Regions from separate parts of the Hordeum vulgare genome. Here region 1 is linked to region 2. Evidence: chromatin contacts called from public Hi-C data. All regions are on one chromosome and are shown on one strand. Each heading gives the region's core, a stretch centred on a gene start, on an enhancer-like site or on the middle of the called end of the contact. The rest is flanking DNA. Distances are from core to core; before and after follow the strand shown. Region 1 holds the start of LOC123427194. Region 2 holds the start of LOC123427191 (probable leucine-rich repeat receptor-like protein kinase At5g63930).

Region 1 (4,847 bases), core at 1,945-4,444, 430 kb before region 2:
CACCTCGACAAGCCATTTACGGCCAATGCGGTTCAGTCGGTATTGTTTCAGATGGCCCCATCCAAAGCACCAGGGGTGGATGGTTTCATGGCGGGCTTCTTCCAGTGGCATTGGGACCTTCTCAAAGACGACGTAGTGCCAGCCGTGCTGGATTTTTTGAATGGCGGGGAGCTGCCAGTGGATATGAATGACACGTCCATTACCCTCATCCCAAAAGTCAAGTACCCGCAGCGTATTTTCCAATACATGCCAATTTCGTTATGCTATGTTTTGTATAAGGTTTCTTCCAAATGCATTACTAACATAGTTGGGAGTCTCTCAGAGGAATTATTAGTGAAGAACAAAGTGCTTTTATTCCTGGCCGACTTATCACTGATTAATGTTTTAATTGCTTATGAGAGCGTACATGCGACGAGGAGGAGGAAGAAGGGCAAAAATCATGTGTGTGATGTCACACTTGACATGATGAAAGCGTACGACTGGGTCGAATGGCATTATCTGGAAGCTATCATGTTAAGATTGGGTTTCGGCTCGAGTTTTGTTAGACTGGTGATGAAATGTGTGACTTCTGTCAGGTTTACAGTTTGTGTGAATGGGGAGCTGCTGCCTTACTTCACTCCATCTAGGGGTGTCTGCCAAGGGGATCCTTATCCGCCTTATCTGTTCCTTCTATGCGCTGAAGGATTCACCACGCTTTTGAAAATTTGAGGAATCAGAGTAAGCAATAATTCACCTTGGGTCAATCATCTTCTCTTTTCAAACGACAGTCTCATCTTCATGAATGCAAAGGAGGAAAGTGCCCAAAGGTTGAATCTTGTTCTAAGGATCTATGAGGACTGCTCTAGACAGTGTGTGAATCGAGAAAAGAGCTCCATATTCTCCAGTCCAAACACAATCGATCCAGTTAGACAAAGGTTGAAAGCTTCCCTTGGCATTTATGTCGAGGCTTTCAATGAGAGATACCTCGATTTACCTACTGCAACGGGGCGGATTACAAGTGGCACTTTCGATCATCTCATAGAGAGAATCTGAAGTAAGTTGCAGGGAGGCACGGAGCACATGATTTCATGTGTAGGAAGAGAGGTGCGTTTGAAGTAAGTGGCTCAAGCGATCCCAGCATTCTCTATGAGCTATTTCAAATTAACTAAAAAAGTTTGCAAGGGAATCACCTAATGCATGGCGAGATACTGGTGGAGCAGTTCCCTTGATGGATGATCCTTGCATTGGATGGACTGGTATACACTTGCAACCCTGAAAGTAAAGGGAGGGATGCGTTTCAGAGACTTGCAGCTCTTCAACCTGGCCCTCCTCGGAAAGCATGGATGAAGACTTGTCACGAGCCCGGAGTTGCTCTGTGCACGAGTGCTCAAAGGGAAGTACTTCCCGGACACTGATTTCCAGTGCGCTATGGTGCACCCGCATGCATCTGCTACCTAGCGGGCTATGCTGGCAGGCAGAGAGGCACTGGAGGCCGATATGATTAAGAGGATTGGTGATGGTACGACAGTCTCGATCTGGAGGGACCTGTGGATCCCGGGGCTTATCTCCATGAAACCGTTGGTGCAAATTGGCGCGGCAAGCATGACCACAGTTTTAGAGTTGATTGATGCTGATTCTAGGACGTGAAAGATCGATGTTGTGAGGAACAATTTCATTTCTCCTGAGGTAGAAGCTATTCTTAATATCCCTTTGAGGTGGATGGGAGGAGATGACAGTTGGGCATGTCAGCGGAGAAAACAGGCATCTACACTGTAAAATTAGCGTACCAAGCTCTCATGATTCGCAACGAGCATCTTGCTCTAGAAGAAGGGTTGGTTACAGAACATCCAGAGACGAACAAGCAGTTGTGGACAAGGCTTTGGAAGCTGAATGTGGTGCCAAAAGTTTGCGTGTTCTGGTGACGTGTGCTATGAGGGATACTTCCGGTTGAGAGCACCCTCAAGTACAGGCACATCGCGACTCTAGCCAGATGCAAAGTTTGCGTGACAGCAGATGAAGATATGTATCATGCATTGATACAATGCACCCATGCAAAGTGCTTCTCGAGAGAAGCACGCGAGTGGTTGGATATCAAGCTGCCAGAATTGCATGGATTGACTTGGTCTAGGGATATTCTCTGTAACCCTCGCTTTGATGCTTCAGATCAAGCTAAGATCATCACGATGACGTGGGCTATCTGAACATCTCGGAACAACATTCTCGTGACAAGGCAAGTATGGACCCGATTCAGTCAGTGAAGATGGTTAGAGAAGCTCTTGCGGTGCTAGAGCTTCCAACCAAGTATGCGAGCATACTACCAGGTCAGGGGTGGCGACCACCAGACGGAGACGTGATCAAAATCAACACTGATGCTGGGATCTCCATGATGGAGCACAAATCAGGTATCGGTGGTGTGGCTCGGTCATCCTCGTCGTTTGTCTCAGCTTGGTGCAAGCCATGCCCAGGTATTACGGACCCTCTTGTTGCGGAGGCATCTGCTGTGCGTGAAGGCGTGGTGGTGGCACTGCTTCGTGGATTTGCGTGGGTGCAAATTGAGACAGATAGCTTGGAGGTGGTGAACCTCTGAAAATCGCACCGGACTTTACGTTCTGTTATAGCGCCTTTACTCTTAGATATTGAGAAGCTAGCTGCTAGTTTTATTTTTTTAATAGTGCCGACGCCTCTTCGTACGAGTAAAACTCTTCATTACCCCGCAAAAAAAATCAACTCTCCTGTGGAGCTCTTCTAAATCATATGGATATCCCCTAAAATCAATTTCACGGTGCCCGCTGGAGACACCCTTTAATTCAAAAGGTTGAAGCAACACCTTCTACAAACAGAAAAGCAGGTACAGCAGCCACGGCGAATAAATGCACTCGTACTACATATACGGCACGCCGATTGCAACGTACCACCATGGTGGCCGAAGATACAAGAAACCATAAATTTGTGCGTACGACACATTTGGATCACGTAGACGTTGTAGCGTCCCGAAATCCATGCCACGCTCCGTACCGCAGGAGTATGTTCCTCGTCACTCACTCGCAGTTACTCCACGATCCGCGTCCCTCGCTCATCATCACCGCCTTTTCTCCACTCCACGCGACGCACACGCACGCACGCACGCAACCCGGCCACCCCTCCCACGCACGACACGAGCGGCGGGCGGGCATCCGACGCGAAAGGGAGAGGAGCCAAGAACACAACAAAGCAACAGTTCACGGGGCAGAACAGAAGGGAGCTGGGTAAATTCCGGTCCATTCCGCCAACCTCCCTCCCGTCCCGTCCCATTCGCCGCTCCCACTGCACACTGCGACTGCTTGCGCAGTGGTACTAGCTCGCTGCTCCGCCCCCCGCCGCCGGCCAATGCTCGCCGCCGCTCCCCCGTAGGTGCGCCCTCCCCGATCCCTGCCCTCCCTCCTCCCCCGTCTCCTTCCCCGGAACGCGTGACATGAGTGGGATTCTATCCCCTTTTTTTGTCGCCGAGGATTTCTCGCCTTCCTGTTGGTAGCGCATTGTTTTCTTCTTCCTTATCTGGTTTTGGGTTCATCTTCCTCCGCGGCGGAATCCGGCCATGGGGCGCCGGATGCGCGGCGGCATTCGATTCAGGCCGTTGTGTTTCTTCTCAGGCGAGGAGTTTGATTGCGGGTTTATTAGGTTTCGTCAGGGAATTTCGGGCCCGGGCGTGCGCAGGAGGGGGAGAATGTGGAGATCCGGGCTCGATTTATGATCCCCGGGACCAGAGATTGGCCATCGATGCTGGCGTAAAGGCGCCCGCTTTTTCCCCCAGTTCCTCCCGTCCCTTTCCGCTCCCGCGCCCGAGAATTTATTGCTCCGACGCGCGCCTGTCTCTGCCAGATTCCCTGCCCTGCGTACCCGGCCACCGGAGCTGCTGCCGCTGGCTCCTCTCGATTCCCGGATTAAACCGGGGAACTCAGCTGCATTCCGCGTGGAAAGCTCCGAGTTCTTGGTGTTTCTCCTCCTCCTCCCCTGTGGAGAAGACTGCAGAGTGCAGAAAGCTCCTCGGACAGCTCGCCCTTTTTCTTTTGCTTTGTGCCTTCACGGTTCGTTCGTCCGGTCCTCAGTTTTCTACATCACCTTCGTTACGTCTCGTTCATCCACCACAGTTTGCATCAGAACCATTTTAACCTCAAACAACAGCTCGAGTTTGTAACTCCTCATAATCATCCCAGGAAGTGTGCAACCAAAGCCGATCTCCTTTCCAGTTTCCACCCCCTCTCTCTCATGTGAGCTGTGATTCCCGTGCCTGCGAAATAATCTATCTGACGACGGCAAAAGCGCAGCCTTAAAAAGCCTCTCCCGCTGCAGAGATTCCTTGGGACGGTAATCATGGCCTCACTCGCCACCCATGAGTTGCTAAACCCGATCCAATGCACTCTGCATCATGTTACCCCCCTGTTCGCTGCCGCTACATTTCTACTTTTCCATCTTGCCCCCTCCTGTCACCAGGCACAGTGGTTTATCGTTTCGTTCGACGCGCCATTTTGCCATCTTCCCTCGGTTTTTAACAAGAACAGGGCCATGGACTGTGCTCTTGCAGCGCCCATCTGGCCTACCAACGCCTGCGAAAAACCCAGCCTTAGCCATGTGTGTGTGTCCAAGTATTCCTGTGAGGACGGCATCGCGCTACAGTACTGCCGCCAGGCCTCCTCCTTTATGTCCCGTAGGTTCAAATTTTAAGGCTTCAAATGCTACTTAAGAGCCTCCCAAGACGCTCCACTCTCCGTTATTGCTGCTCTGCTAGCTGTTTGTACCGGCGGCGGCTTATAACGCTCTTGTTATTTAGTTAGCTTGATTGGCTGGCCTTGCGGGTCTCAGGTACAATCATGCGGCTGGTGATGTCTCAT
Region 2 (4,719 bases), core at 1,578-4,077:
GCCGTCGTGCCGTGCCTAGACGTGTTGAGGTTGTACAGTCGGCCTAACATGTAGCCCTGAGGGGAAATAAAGTGCGGGGGCGGGGGCATCAAGACGTGGGTGACGCCGACGTCGGTTATGTCGCCGACCTAGGCCAGCGTCATCCCCAGCCACCTCGCACCATGCCTCCCCTAGATCCGCTTTCGTTGGGCGTCATCGGCCCGCCCTCTTCTCCGCATGCTGGGAGGACGGGCGAGGCCTCCCGAGGCGAGGCAGGGAGTGCGAGGGGGTCGGCCGGCGACGCGTGCAAGGTGCGTGAGGCATGCGAGCGGGGAGGGCGTGGAGAGGAAGCAGGCGGCGGCCATTTGGGAGTGGGAGGGAAGTGAGAGCACAGCAACGGCATCCGATCAATGTTGACTAGGTTGACCAATCAACTCGACTGAATATAGAGCTATACGACGAGCTAGTAACGGTCACCTTAACCCGTATATAATGACCATAATAAACATATTTTAAAGGCGAGTGGTAATAAGCATATTTTAAAGGCGAGTGGCCGTAGTGAGCTTTCAACTCAAATACACTGCTCTTTATAATACTGGTCAGTTCTCACATTACAAAGTCATAACACCGGCCAAAAAATATATATGCACAAACGTGTGTATGAAACCTATGGACATATTCAATTGTTCGGGGGCCGATGCTCTAGTCTTCCCGGAGACTTTCTTCCCCAGAATAAAGGGAAGTCAGAGCGCTCTAGTTATCCTAGGGTTTGATCCATTCTTCCAAAGGGTAGATATGTTTCAGAGCCGGGTTTCAGCGAATGGTATTGCTATACACTATTTTTTTTCTGGGAGAGAAGGCGATTTTTGTTGACCTAGCGCAGGTATAATACTCGCGTACAAGTACGACCAGTACTGCAATTCTTACGTTTTTATTCTATATAGAATGGGTTAGACCCGGATCAAATCCGAAAGATAAACTTAAGGTGAAGGACGTGTCATGTTTGAATTTCGGCGTGCAAAGGCATCGTTGCTCGGGTCGTCTTTCCCCGGAAAACCCGGGCAATGCGTTTTGCAGAGCAGAGAAGCTTCTCCTCTGGGGTGCCAACGGTGCCTCGAGTCCATGCGCGGCACAGTTGGCCGTGCACGTGGAACGCCGACCCATGCATCTGTCGCGGGTGGAGGATTCCCGCGGTTTGTGCGTGCCATACATCAGTCAGTCAGTCCTCGACGTCGCACTGATCCATCCATCCATCCATGTAAAGAAAAGAAAAGAAAAGAAAAGAAAAGTTGACAGCAGGGTGAGTAAACTAGAAGGCACCCCGGTCCATCCGTGCACCTCCACCTCCACGTCCCTACCTAGAGAACTGCATAGGTATTGCACGCACTCGCACGCACGTAAAGGAGCACATCCTTCTTTTTGCTCGATCTCACTCGCGCACCCCAAGGCCAGGCCAGGTAGCACGACGACTGCTGCTACTCCAGCCCGGAACGGACCAGAGACGGCGAACCGTGCGAATTTCCCATGACCCGGAGGGAAAACCGACGGCCACGAACGAACTCGGGGCAACCGATCACACGCACACGCGATGCTTTGGTGGTGGTGGCAACTGGCAAGCGTGCGCATCTGCCTTTCTCCGTGTCTCGACATGTACAGGGCCGGCAACCCGTGCAGTCACGTACTCCTACGCAGACGCAGCGGCTGAGCTCACCCGTGAGCCATCCACCCATCGCCCATTATGAGTTGATGACAGGACAAAGAAAACCAATCAGTTCCCATCCAAACCCGTAGAGACACGCATGGAAGACGTACAGTATGATTAGCGCTATTTTGTCACGACCAGACAAGACCAGACCGAGACCAGTATGATTAGCACCGGTATTTCCTTTTTCTGGAGCGACAGATAATCACGGCTGTTCTCCCAAACCAAACATACGTCCTCGGCACTGTGCAGCCGGTGCCGCCCGCCAACACGGCCTGCCTACCCTACCCTGCCCTACCACTACCGGTACACACACACGCACACGCACACGCACACACTAGCACCGAGTACGTAACTCCAAACCCCAGCAGCACACAAATTAAAGGCCAGAAGCAACAAGAGAAATTAAAGACTACACTAGACTAGAGTTAGGGAGAAAAGCGCCGGGGTGGGGCCGGCCGGATTAGGACGAAAAGCAAAGCTCGAGCGGAAGCAAGCAAAGAGGGGAAGGGAAGGGAAGGGAAGCAAAGGGGGGCCAGGCTAGATCGAGGGAGAGGGACCGCCCGCGAGCGATTGCTACGCTTCGCGAGCGTGCTTGCCTGCCATTTCCTCCCCTCCGTCCGGCCCGAGCCAACTTCTTCTCCCCACCCCCCCTACCACCACCAGTCCACCACCTCCATCACCTCCCCTCCTCCCCCTAGCTAGCTAGCTAGCTATCTCGCCATCTCCCCTCATCTCCCTCTCTCCCTACTCCGCTGCGGCGCGTCCGTCTCTTCATCGCCCATTCACCACTCTTTGCCCGGCGCGGCAGTGAGCCGGCGCCAGAGCGCGGCCCAGCGGCGGCGGGACTGCGGCGTGGCGGAAGCGCGGCGGAAAACGCGGTGAGTTGGAAAGCCTCTTACTTTGCTCTTGTTGCGGGCGTGCGCGCGTCCGCATTAATGCGCCCTCCTGGTGCGCCGTGCTGTACCCTCGCGCGATGTGCTGCTGGCTTGCGGTTGTAGGGGGTGGGGGTGGCGTTAGTTACTGCGCGCAGCTCGCTCGCTCGCTCGCTAGCTCTGTGCGGAGTGAAAGGCCCGCTCCTAGATCTGTTTCGGACGGGGTGGCGGTGGCGGTGCGCGGCGGTGCTGTTCATGGGTCCCTCCCTCCGATGGGCCGGGGCCTCCCGCGATTTCAGGGGGACGCGGCCCCTCCTCGGTTCTTATTGGGTGTTTCAAACATCCTTGTCTGCAAATATACATGGTGGGATTGGTGGCCGGCTACTCCTGTTCCGGTTTCCTTGATTGGTCCTAGCCTGAATCAGGAGTAAGCATTATTTTCATACGAGGGGTGATTCGATTCTTGTCGCTTTTCAGTGATTCTTCCCGGTGTTAGATTCTTGATTTGGAGTTCCTGAATTTGATTCTTAGTACTAGTACTATAGCTTTCATTCCTGCTCTGGATCGTCGTGCTGTCCATTCCTCTGAAAACGAAGGCCATGCAAAATAGAAGTAGTACTACGTAGCATCCTGCGGATAGTTATGCTGTTGGAATCTTTCCAGAACAGAAGCATTTCATTTGCGTCATGTTCTAAAAATTCTCTCCTTGCATTCTGTTTCAGGAGGTCTGGAAGGCGCAGAGATGCACAAGGCTATAGCAGTTGTTCTGCTCCTTGTTCGGCTCTGAGCATTGGTTGATTTGCAAAGTGAAGATAGCATGGGCCCTGGGACGGCATCGGCGTCCTGGGGTTTGCAACTCGGCGTGGTGCTGGTCTTTCTGCTGGCCTCTGGCTGCCAGGGGCTGAGCCATGAGGGCTGGCTTCTCCTGGGTCTCAAGAGCCAGATGATTGACACTTACAACCACCTTGACAACTGGAACCCGAGGGATCCATCGCCGTGCGCATGGAGGGGTGTCAACTGCTCCTCGTCCTCATCGTCGAGGCTAGCAGTGGTGTCTCTCAACGTCAGCAACATGAACCTGTCGGGCACCGTCGGCCCCGGCATTGGCGGTCTTACTGAGCTCACTAGCCTTGATCTGTCCTTCAATGAGTTCTCTGGAACCATCCCTCCGGATATTGGGAATTGCTCAAAACTGGTGTTGCTCAACTTGAATAACAACAATTTTGACGGTACAATCCCCCCTGAGCTCGGGAAACTGGTCATGCTGACCGGATGCAATCTGTGCAATAACAGGCTCCATGGTCCAATACCTGATGAGATTGGTAACATGTCATCACTTCAAGACTTGGTGGGGTACAGTAACAACCTCTCCGGTTCTATACCACATTCCATCGGCAAGCTCAAGAACCTGAAGACCATTCGGCTTGGACAGAATCTTATATCTGGCAGCATTCCTGCCGAGATAGGTGAATGCCGTAACCTGACCGTGTTTGGTCTTGCACAGAACAAGTTAGAAGGGCCTTTGCCAAAAGAGATTGGGAGACTGGGTCTTATGACAGACCTAATCCTGTGGGGAAATCAGCTTTCTGGCCCCATTCCTTCAGAGATCGGAAATTGCACAAATCTCAGGACAGTTGCCCTTTATGATAATGATCTGGTTGGTCCTATACCTGCAACAATTGGGAACATTACTTATCTTGAGAAGCTATATCTTTACAGGAATTCCATAAATGGTACCATTCCATCTGAAATTGGGAAGCTTTCTTTTGCAGAAGAGGTTGATTTTTCTGAGAATTTCTTAACTGGAGGGATACCAAAGGAATTTGGCAACATACCAGGGCTGTATCTACTCTACCTCTTCCAGAATCAGCTTACCGGCTTTATTCCTAGTGAGTTGTGTGGATTGAGGAACTTGAGCAAGCTTGATCTTTCGATCAATTCACTCACCGGCCCAATTCCAGCCGGATTTCAGTACATGACCAAGCTAATCCAGTTGCAACTCTTCAACAATATGCTATCAGGGGACATACCTCCAAGGTTTGGCATTTACAGTCGACTCTGGGTGGTGGATTTCTCAAATAACAACATTACAGGGCAGATACCTCGAGATCTTTGTAGGCAGTCAAACCTTATTTTGTTGAATCTGGGGTCTAACAAGTTGAC

What was found. Hi-C and Micro-C count contacts between places; a contact is called where the count stands out from the background.
Region 1: a contact with region 2 is called in a Hi-C map of seedling, with 4 times the contacts expected there. The contact joins the promoter of LOC123427194 here to the promoter of LOC123427191 in region 2. A contact is called at or near these places in 2 of 6 Hi-C or Micro-C datasets (leaf and seedling) and 1 of 1 datasets of contacts at active chromatin or transcription factors (embryo).

What each region holds. Positions count from the first base shown.
Region 1 is chr2H:552,239,743-552,244,589 of MorexV3_pseudomolecules_assembly, reverse strand. It overlaps LOC123427194, which reads left to right and starts at 3,194. Exons shown (of 6, transcript XM_045111178.1): 1 at 3,194-3,369.
Region 2 is chr2H:551,810,769-551,815,487 of MorexV3_pseudomolecules_assembly, reverse strand. It overlaps LOC123427191 (probable leucine-rich repeat receptor-like protein kinase At5g63930), which reads left to right and starts at 2,827. Exons shown (of 5, transcript XM_045111173.1): 1 at 2,827-2,983; 2 at 3,279-4,719. The coding sequence starts at 3,374.